Linked DNA regions of Mus musculus: region 1 is linked to region 2. The links are chromatin contacts, called in public HiChIP or PLAC-seq maps. All regions are on one chromosome and are shown on one strand. The core of a region is the stretch at or near the end of the contact, and the rest is flanking DNA. Distances in the headings are between cores, read along the strand shown. Region 1 overlaps Slc30a7 (solute carrier family 30 (zinc transporter), member 7). Region 2 holds the start of A930005H10Rik (RIKEN cDNA A930005H10 gene).

Region 1 (5,113 bases), core at 869-3,368, 65 kb after region 2:
GGCGGAGGCTTCTGTAACTTAGAGACTCTGACTTGTGTTTGGGAGGAGGCTTTTTAATTCCTTCCTGGATATAACTGCTCACTTCTATTTTGAGGTCAGAGAACAGAGCACAAAAGGCAGAAGCAGGAAGCCAGGGGCTCAGGATGCTGGGGGCTTAGGACTTAGCAGGCACCATGGGGAGAGAGAGCAGGGACAGGGAAATGAAGGAGGGCTCCGCCAGGAGAGAGTGTGGAGGAGGTCTGGCTGTCTTCTGTGCTCTGGGTAACCAAGTAGCATAATGAACCCCAGGCATATTCTAGATCTCTGAATATATTTAAGACTTTTTTCTTCAAACATCACTTCTAACGAAACAGAGCATATTTAAAAATTCAAGGTTGTAATTTTAAAATTCAAGGTTGTAATTATAACTGTGAAGTATACCGTGAAAAGATTAACAAGTGATCATGGCCAGTTTAAAACAAAAACTTTGGACCACCAAATTGCTTTCTAATCCCGAGCCTTACTTTCTGTTCTGTTTCTAAGTAAACACAAAAAGCAAACTTTCCATCCCTCCAGGTATCAACTGGTAATTTCGAAAACTATTAGGTGTAGAATGAGGAAGACTCTGACTGACACACAGGGAAACCTAGGGCCTGAGCACTAGGCTACACCTAGCTGGTAACCCCGGAGCCTGAGCACCGGAGCGACTGCGGCAGCTCCTTTCCCTACACTACACGCCTGTACACAAGCCCATTTCTTTAGCTCCTTGAAAGAAATGAGTGACCTGGAAAATGGAATTACCGAGGATGATGATGCCCCAGAGTTCTAAAGTCACCACAGACTTAGCATCCGAGTACTAAATAATAGAACCGTACAACTTTCTGATTTCCATTTCTTTCAATTCAAAGCCCATCTCTTCCACTCTTAGGGTCAGCTGTAAGGGAGACAAGCAAAGTTCAACAAATGCAGGAGAGACTCAGCAGCAAGTTCTCCTGCTTTAGAACCAAGACCAGAAACTTTCAATACGAGAAAGCATCGGTGTATTTAAAAATCTGATCTAGTTACTTCTGTATCTGTTCATTTTGTGTGGTTGCTTGGGGAGGTCAGGAGTCAATTCTCTCTTCCTGTCCCTGAGGTCAGGTCCCCAGGCCAGGCAGCAAGGCACTTTACCTGCTGAGACATTTCACTGACCTGAGGGTCACGATTATTTTCCCCTCCAAAACAAAACAAAAAACAGTAAGTGAGAGGTTTCAATTTGACAAATGAGAGTTATGAGTAAGATGTAACTTAAAATACGAAGTAATTTAACAATTTACATTTCATGAAATGAAATTTGTTACAGAAACCCCTGATATTTACTCATGCAACAAGAACATTGCAGAAAAAGAAATAAATTATTTAACTGTCCTATTCTAGTATGTGAGAACTAAAATAGATTAAAATCATTAGGCATAGGAATAAAAGTTATTTTAGAGATGTGACCCTGCCCCCTTGCTCTCCTGTGTGTGGTGGGGAATGCGTTTGAGTATTCTCACAGCTAGCCTCAAAGGACTCTCTGGTAGCTACAGGGAATGGAATCAACTAGTCAGGACCTTAGCTGATAAAAAAGGCTGAAAATATTCAATGCCCAAATACAGTTTCTGAAACAGACGAGGCAGCTGAAGGAACTTTAATATTTCCTGTTTCTAAAATCCAGGTTTGTGCCTCAGGAGGCCTCCCTGTGGTCCGAGATTACAGTCCAAGCAGCCCGGACAGACAGTGGCTGCTAGCACAGGTCACAGAGTAGGAAGCACATTCCTTTTCACTGGGAACACTGCCTGAGTGGCAAAGCCATTAGCATCAGGGTGCTCAGGAGTCCCAGGAGGCCCAGAGGAGGCCCACAGGAGGCTCATAGGAGGCCCACAGGAGGCCCAGAAGACCCACAGGAGGCATACAGAAAGCCCAGGAGACCCACAGAAGTCCCAGGAGGCCCACAGGAGACCCACAGAAGCCCCACTTCGAGGGCAGCAGCAGCACTAGAAGCCACAGGATGAGGGAGGGTGGTAGTCTGGAGAAGGCAGCCTGCAGGTTACTGCCACATTGTTCTCCTTGGCCCTGAAACATGGAGTCCGTATGAGAAGAATTTAGACATACTGCCTGGGCCTCCAAGGTTTCATTATGAAAGCCACGGTGATACACATTTATATAGATGAGTCACATTTATATACTGTGTCTTCTCAGAAAGCTGCTAAAATTCCAGACAAGTAGAATCAGCGCACAGTATTAACTGCATCAAAGATTAGGATTATGTAAAACCTAATTAACATTATATCTGTCAGTAATTCATTCATAAGCAACCTAAGCATGTGTGTCTCTCATCAGGAGGCAGAATCTCTCATTTATGTAATGCCTTGAACTTAACTAGAGTGCGTATTCTATTCATGTCTGAAGATGTGAAGGCAGAGAAAGAGAAATATGTACGTAGTGACATTCGTAACAGAAAAGTAACTCTGCTTAGAGGAATGTTTAGACTCCAGCCAACAATACTAACTAAAATAGAAGGCCCTAGATCAAGTCTAAGCTTGACTCTGACTGAGAGCATTTCCTCCTTTACTTTAGTAGCTTCTATATTTGATATGTTAGTTATAGGATTTTTAAAGCTAGCAAGATACAAGGAAATATACGTTTCCTAAAAGAGATTTCTAACAAGTCATACCTGAGTAAAAATATTATGCGTTTGGCTTAAGATCCACCTGGCGTCAGCATCAGGGGCTACCACGAGCTTCAAGGTTCCCACGTAAACATCAGAACAGAGTGTCCAGAAGTGCTGTTCTTGCAAGTTGTAAACTCCTTGTAACTGTTGCACCTGAAACACCAGGCAGACGTCAGCATGGAGAACAAGCCGCCTCCCACCCAAATACGATTATGACGGGAGACAGAAAGGTGGACTCGACCACCTACTTAGAAGGACAAATGCCTATGGAGTACTCAGTGTGTTCCAGGTGACCCTGAGACAGGTTAGGGTCAGAGAATGAATGAACACTTATCGGAAGTTCTAATTTTAACACATCAGTCAGAGCAGTGCAGGCAAGCAATGGAGCTAGAAAAGAGGATAAACCAGGCCACAGAAGTGAGCGGAGGTAAAGGACGGAAATCAACACATGCTTGGGAATGAGAGAACTCGTTATACAGAAAAGGCTCCTGGAGAAAAGATTAAGAGGCTAGAGGGACGTTTGATCTGTCTGTCTGTCTGTCTATCTGTCTATCTACCTGTCTGTCTATCTATCTATCTATCTATCTATCTATCTATCTATCTATCTATCTATCTATCTATCATAAAGACACAATTTTGAATACAAACCCAAAATGGATTTTGTAAATGGAAGAAATAGTTATTTTTCAGCTCCACAAACTCTGTTTCTGGCTCTTTGCCCTGTGCTCTGGGTCTGGAGGTGAACACAGAGCTGAAAAGAACAGACATGTCCTCTGCCACTGTCCTCACCACAGCCATCTCAATGCTGCAGACGCTCTTCCATCCTCAGTACGCGCACACACACACACACACACACACACACCCCGCCCTGAGATCCCAACCCGGGGCCTGCACATGCTGGCTAGCACTCTACCCCTGAGCTACTTCCTTGGCCTGACTTGAAATCCTTCAGTTCTCATCAGTGTCCACCATTCCAAATGTGTGACTTAGCTGGCCTTCTCCCTAAATGCCTGTTTGGTGTTTCAATTTTAATACATTACAAACAGAATCTCACTTTGGAGTAACTTCCTATTCTCACCCTTTCCTCCCTAGCCTCAGCCTCAACAGCTGAGTATTCTATATCCAACCTGTGAGACAACACCCTTCCCCTTTACTAATGCAACCCACCTCCAAAACTACACCCCAAATGTCTTTTGCCTCCGTCTTGCTGCCAATGACAGTTGTCTCAGGCAGCTTTTCCCAAAACATGTTCTCCACATAGGACAGTCACGTTACATAGGACAGTCACGTTACATAGGACAGTCACGTTAAAGCACAGGAGTCACTGTGTTCCAGGGCTTCCCACTGAGTGGGAGTGATAGAGTCTGAGCCTCTTCGGATGACCAAGCCCTCCGAACATCTGGCCCCTGCCTCCTCTCCAACCTTCCAATCACTTTCCCTTTATTTATCATGCTGCAGCCACACAACCTGTTTTGCTGCTCTCCAGATACACAAAATTAGTTCCAACCATAGCTGCCTCACATTAGCGGTTTTCTTTTTGCCTGTAACATTCTTCTCGGGGATTTGAGGATTTGTACATGGCTGGACACTTGTGTCCTCGGGGTTTCGGTTTCCTTGGCTATGGCTCCCTTGCTGAGTCTGACAGCCGTCCATATCGACCTTGCTCTCATTTCCTCTCTTATGGCATCCCTGACACTCCCTCACCATCAACAGGACCTAACACTGACTTTGTCCTAGCCAGGCTGTGAGCACCACCATGTCTCCAGTACTGTGCAAGAGAATCTGACTCACAGTGGATGCCAGAAAGACAAAACAAATACAACATAACAAACAAAAAACATCCGGAAAACACCCGGAAGGCTGGAGAGATGGTTCTCGGTTAAGAACACTGTAGCTCTTCAGAGAACTGGAGCTGAGTTCCCAGCACCCACATCAGGCAGCTCACAACTTCCTGTGAGTCTAGCTCCAGGGGCTCTGACCCACTTCTGTGCTCAACAGTACCCACACACAGGTGGCATACATACACGGACACACACATACACATAAATAAAATACATATTTTTAATTACATTGATATAGCGGTTTGAATGAGAACGGTCCCCCATTCAGAGGCTCATATATAGGTGTGTAGGCCCATATAGGTGAATGCTTAGTCACCAGGGTGTGTGATCCATTAGGAGGTGTGGCCTAGTTGGAGGAGGTATGGCGCTGTTGGAAGAAGGATGTCACTGGGAGTTGGCTTTGAGGTTTTAAGCCGTTTGTGTTTGCGTGTCTGTGTGTCTGTGTGTCTGTGTGTCTGTGTGTCTGTCTGTCTGTCTCTCTCTCTCTCTCTCTCTCTCTCTCTCTCTCTCTCTCTCTCTCTCTCTCTGGGCAGGATGTAGATCTCAACTGCTCTTCCAGTGCTAAGCCTGTCTGCATGCCACCATGCTCCTTACTATAACA
Region 2 (4,656 bases), core at 1,253-3,752:
ATTGACAGCTGGACATGGGACCTATACAGGTATGCAGTTTTAAAGAGACTCAGCTATTTTATAGACACATTACTTTAGTAGAGGAGACTCCTTTGCTTAGAGGCTGGAGACCTCTGGGGAGACTTCCTGAGTGTAAAGGATCGGTAGTGGGAATCTAGGCTGATGACGAGACAGGCTTTAATGTTCAGATGAGCTGAGGTGTCAGCAGGGTGCATGTGGCTGCATGCTTTGGGCACAGAACTACAGGTGGGTCAATACCACTGAAAGAACGCTCATGGTATGTAAGGGGACCAGGGAGGCAGGTACTCAACATCCCATAGATGGGAAATTTAAGAGCATGGGGTTTCTTTTGCCAAAGTTTTTTTTTTTTTTTTAGAAGGGGGATACTATTTTTAGGGTGTATCTTTACTAGTCCTCCCTGGTTTCTGTGAAGACACATTTGAAGGGAACAAGATGGGAAGCTAACAGAGTAATAGAGCTAGGATCTGAACCAACACAGTGATAGTCAGTATGGTTTCTGACAGAGAAGACCTGGCAGTACGTGTGGGGGTGACTAATATCTGGGTTGGGGGAATGTCAAACCTACCCGATACAGAGTCAGATACCACGCAGGTAAAGAAGGTGATGAATCCAGCTCTGGATGTATAGAACTGGATAGGTTTCCGGATTATCAGGTTTGATTCCCAGCACTCACATGGTGGCTTATAAACATCTGTAACTCCAGTTCCAGAGATTTTGGTACCGTCTTCTGACCTCCATGGGCACAGGAACACATATGGTACACAGACATACAGACAGGGAAAACATTCACACACATAAAATAATCTAAAAAGAACTTTGAAAACCATTTCTCTAGATTTTTTTTTGGGCGGGGGCGGGGTTCAAGACTCACTCTGTAGACCAGGCTGGCCTCAAACTCAGAAACCTGCCTGCATCTGCCTCCCGAGTGCTGGGATTAAAGGTGTGCACCTCCACTGCCCGGCTAGACAAGTTTTAAAATGCTTATCTGTTATTAGCCTATCTTATTTGTTATCACTCAAAATCTTTTGTACATTTTTCCACATTGAGTTGTTTTCTTGTTCCATTTAAGAATCCATTAGATTTGAATTCATCTTCAGTTTATTATTAATTTGTTTGTGTGTGGGGGGGTGTGGGGGTGTGTGTGGGTGTGCCAGCCTGTGGTGGTCAGGGGAGACCTCTGTGGAGTTGTTTTTCTTCCACCTTTAACTGGGTTCCAGGATTAAACTCAGGTTGTCAGACTTGCGTGACAAGTTCCTTTACCAGCATCTTGATAGCCTTCCTTTGGTTTGTTTGCTCTGTTGACAAGTCTTTTGTCAAATTTCTGGTTTGCAAACATTTTCTCTCAGTGTACGACTTCAGTCTTTTGAAGGGAGTTTTTATTATTAAAGTATGACTTTTTTTCCTCTCTCTTTGCAACATGCCTTTTATAGCATACCTGAGAAATCTCTCCCTGGATAGGTCAGATTTTCTTTTCTTTTCTTTTTTTTTTTTCTTCTGTTATAATTTTAGGTCTTTCCATTTACACCATGATCTATTTTGAGGTGTATGTATTTTAATATGGTGCAAAGAATAAATCAATTTAGTGGGAACAGGGAGAATCAGGTCTTCGTGCACCCTTGGAGGAAAAGGCTAGACTTAAGAAAAATCTGAAAGGCCATTACATTGTGCCAAGAGAAGCAATGAACTGTCTTCCCAACTTGGATAAAGTTACCAGTGAATTTAGGAAGAGCATCTGCAGTGTAAACTTTTCGCTTACTGGAGCTGCGTGTAACCAATCTTTAAGAATCTCTGCAACAACCGCTGAGAGGTTTAAAGCACTTTCCTTTTTGTTATGCGCTTCCCGCCATAGAACTACTTTCTTTTTTAAAATTATCCTTTGGTTAGCATACTAAGTAATGGGCTTCATTATGGCATTTTTCATCCGTATATGTCATCACATTCGTATTTAGTCATCCCTTGAGCACTCTTAAAAGGTCACTCTCCACCGAGGGTGACTAAGGCAGATTCCCTTGAGGCATTCTGGTATCAGATCCCAGGGACAAACCCCTAGAAGGAGTCACAGCCCCCCCCCCCCCCCTGGGAACTTAACAACCACACTCAGCAGGGCAAGCCAACCTGTCCCCTCACCAGGGTGACTTCTGGTTAAATTGCGACAGATCTACAGAGCGGGAATTCAAAGCTGAGCAAACGCGGGGTCGGTCAGGGAAGTCCCTCCGGTTGTTCCTGCCAGTGTGCGTCTGGAGGGCGATTGGGAGCTATCGTCATCAGCCCGGACGCCCTTTGGGGATGTTTGAGTCCTGGCTTGCCGGGAGCGTGGGCACGCTGGGTCCTTTCCAGGCGCACAGCTGGACCCATTCCTGACCCTTGACCTCTGCCCGGGAGTCAGCGAGTCCTGGAGGGCCTTGCGGGGGGTATGCGATCGCTCTATAGCTCGTTCCTGGAGCGGTCTGTCATCTCCGCCTCCTGCCAGTCGTAAAGTGCTGTGAAGGGCTCTGCGCTTTACGGCGCCGTTAGGTGAGACCCGGAAGCTCTGTCTCTGATGGGCACATGGTTTGGGGACTGCAATTATTAAAAGGCTGCAGTGAGACTTTGAGGGACGTCAGCGAATCACCTCCGAGTCTCTAAGCGGGTAATCGGATCACACTTTTAAAAACAGTCATTCCATTATTTTCTAAGAGTATGCAGGAGTGTCGGACGCACGCAGGGTGCCACCTTGGTTTTTATGTTCATCCCTAGACTTTAGGTCCCCGGTGTTAGCTGACGTTTTTCTGTTGTTCACTTCGCTCTGCAGTCTCCCCATCCCTGGAGTTCGGAATGCTTTACTTGATCGGCTTGGGCCTGGGAGATGCCAAGGACATCACAGTCAAGGGCCTGGAAGTTGTGAGACGATGCAGTCGCGTGTATCTGGAAGCCTACACCTCAGTCCTGACTGTAGGGAAGGAAGCCCTGGTACGTGATTAAAGTCCCCAGGCCTCTGGGGAAGACATCTAGCTAGCGTCCGATTCTCCTACCCTAGACTGCACAGACTCTAAGCGTCTGCTTTTTTTTTTTTTTTTTAAGCCCCTGTAAAACACACACCCTGTCCATTAAGATCTACTTCATACTCAGTGACTTGGGAAATGAAACGGTAGTTTGTCCTACTTTACAAGTCTAATTTTGTGCCTTTCTCCAGTAAATAAAAAAAAAAAAGTTATTTTACACTCTTGGGGATAGTTATCAAATCCGTTATTTCATGAGCTAGCCAGACATCCTTTCCGAGTTGAGTGCTAATGAGGTGCTGACACAGGCTTAATGAGTTGCTTATACATTCAGCAAGCGATCTGAAAGCTTCCGTCTTTGAAGTAGTTCCATAGGGAACAGCGATCTCATTTTTTTTTGTCTGCAACATAGCCAAAGAGACCTTACATGTACTCTCCCAGGAAGGCTGTCATTCCCACATGTACATATAGAGTGACTAAGTAACCAGAGGATGTATTAGTGCATTATATACCTTAAACAGGGTAAATATGTAAATAATAGTTACAACAAGAAGGGTCAGTTTCTGCTTGATTGTCAAACTTAAAGTGAACCCTATATTGAGATAAGATGCTGATGTGTTGTTAGAGGAGGAGAGGAAGGTTTTTTTGTTTTGTTTTGTTTTTTTAAATTGTCAAGTCTTCCATATAAAAGTGTGGGCCAGAGAACTTCCGGTCATATCTCTCAGATTCACAACTCAGAATTTTGAAGGTTTCAGGGTTATGTTAAAAATCTTGAATCCTAAATAGGCTTCTTCTTAAGTTGGTCATGAATTAGAAAAAAAAAAAAAAAAGTAGTGTTTAATGGTCAGTTTGACTTGCTGGCCACACTTGTCGGTGTTTATACTTACTTCAAGATGATAGAAATATGTCTTGGATCAGTGATCAGAAACTATAATGGACCTAAAACCATTTGAGAAAATAGATAACTGGCAGGTTAATCGAATAGAATATTAAACACAGCCAGGGCTACACAGAGAAACCCTGTCTCTAAAACAAAAACAAAAACCAAAAACAAACAAAAAGGGAAGACAGGCAGTCGTGGCACACACCTTTAATCCCAGCACTTGGGAGGCAGAGGCAGGCAGGTTTCTGAGTTCAAGGCCAGCCTGGTCTACAGAGTAAGTTCCAGGACAGACAGGGCTACACAGAGAAATCCTGTCTCAACCCCCCACCCCCAAAAAAGCAAAAAACAAAAGAATATTAGACAATAGCTTAGAGCAAAATTGGGACATAACTTGTTTTGCCTTGTGACATGTCCCTGGACAATTCCTTTACATTTAATTTCTTATAAATTGAGGTCAGGATGTGTTTGCCTTCTAGGCTCTTAGAACAGTGTCCATCACAAAAGTTTTCAGACATTTTAGCTGCTAGCAGATATATTTCCAAATTTCTAAATGCTAGTTTCTCCATTTGTCAAAGAAAAAATAACCAATTGAAAGTTATATAGTATTTATTAAGGTGTATGTGAAAATGCTTTATAAATTATAAGTGTTAGTAAATATTAATTTTTCAAGGTTTTCCCCTAAGCATAAATGTAATTATTAGGGGTCTGGGCTTACCTTACCTATAAGTAAATTTTGTGTAGTTTTTTTAAGGTACCAGAATATCTGTTATTTCA

The links. HiChIP or PLAC-seq counts read pairs in DNA pulled down with a chosen protein or histone mark.
Region 1: a BATF HiChIP or PLAC-seq map of CD8 T cells shows a contact between it and region 2, with 6 read pairs. The contact joins the enhancer-like site here to the promoter of A930005H10Rik in region 2. A contact is called at or near these places in 1 of 39 promoter capture datasets (the 3T3-L1 cell line), 1 of 15 datasets of contacts at CTCF or cohesin (the NIH/3T3 cell line), 2 of 484 Hi-C or Micro-C datasets (both in muscle stem cells), 3 of 115 datasets of contacts at active chromatin or transcription factors (CD8 T cells, the SCID.adh cell line and thymic regulatory T cells) and 3 of 9 other capture datasets (adipose tissue, liver and pancreatic islet).

What each region holds. Positions count from the first base shown.
Region 1 is chr3:115,951,378-115,956,490 of GRCm38.p6, forward strand. It overlaps Slc30a7 (solute carrier family 30 (zinc transporter), member 7), which reads right to left. Exons shown (of 11, transcript NM_023214.7): 10 at 2,675-2,824. Among named protein-coding and RNA genes, the nearest start is that of Mir669n, 26 kb to the right of the region's middle. Within about 2 kb of position 2,119, at least 29 of the 459 cell types and tissues checked have an H3K27ac peak or open chromatin away from gene starts, as enhancers often do. A contact at or near this core is called in CD8 T cells, where this site is marked.
Region 2 is chr3:115,885,628-115,890,283 of GRCm38.p6, forward strand. A930005H10Rik (RIKEN cDNA A930005H10 gene) reads right to left here and starts at 2,503. Exons shown (of 2, transcript NR_015487.1): 1 at 2,137-2,503. It overlaps Dph5 (diphthamide biosynthesis 5), which reads left to right and starts at 2,556. Exons shown (of 8, transcript NM_027193.2): 1 at 2,556-2,650; 2 at 2,813-2,970. The coding sequence starts at 2,836.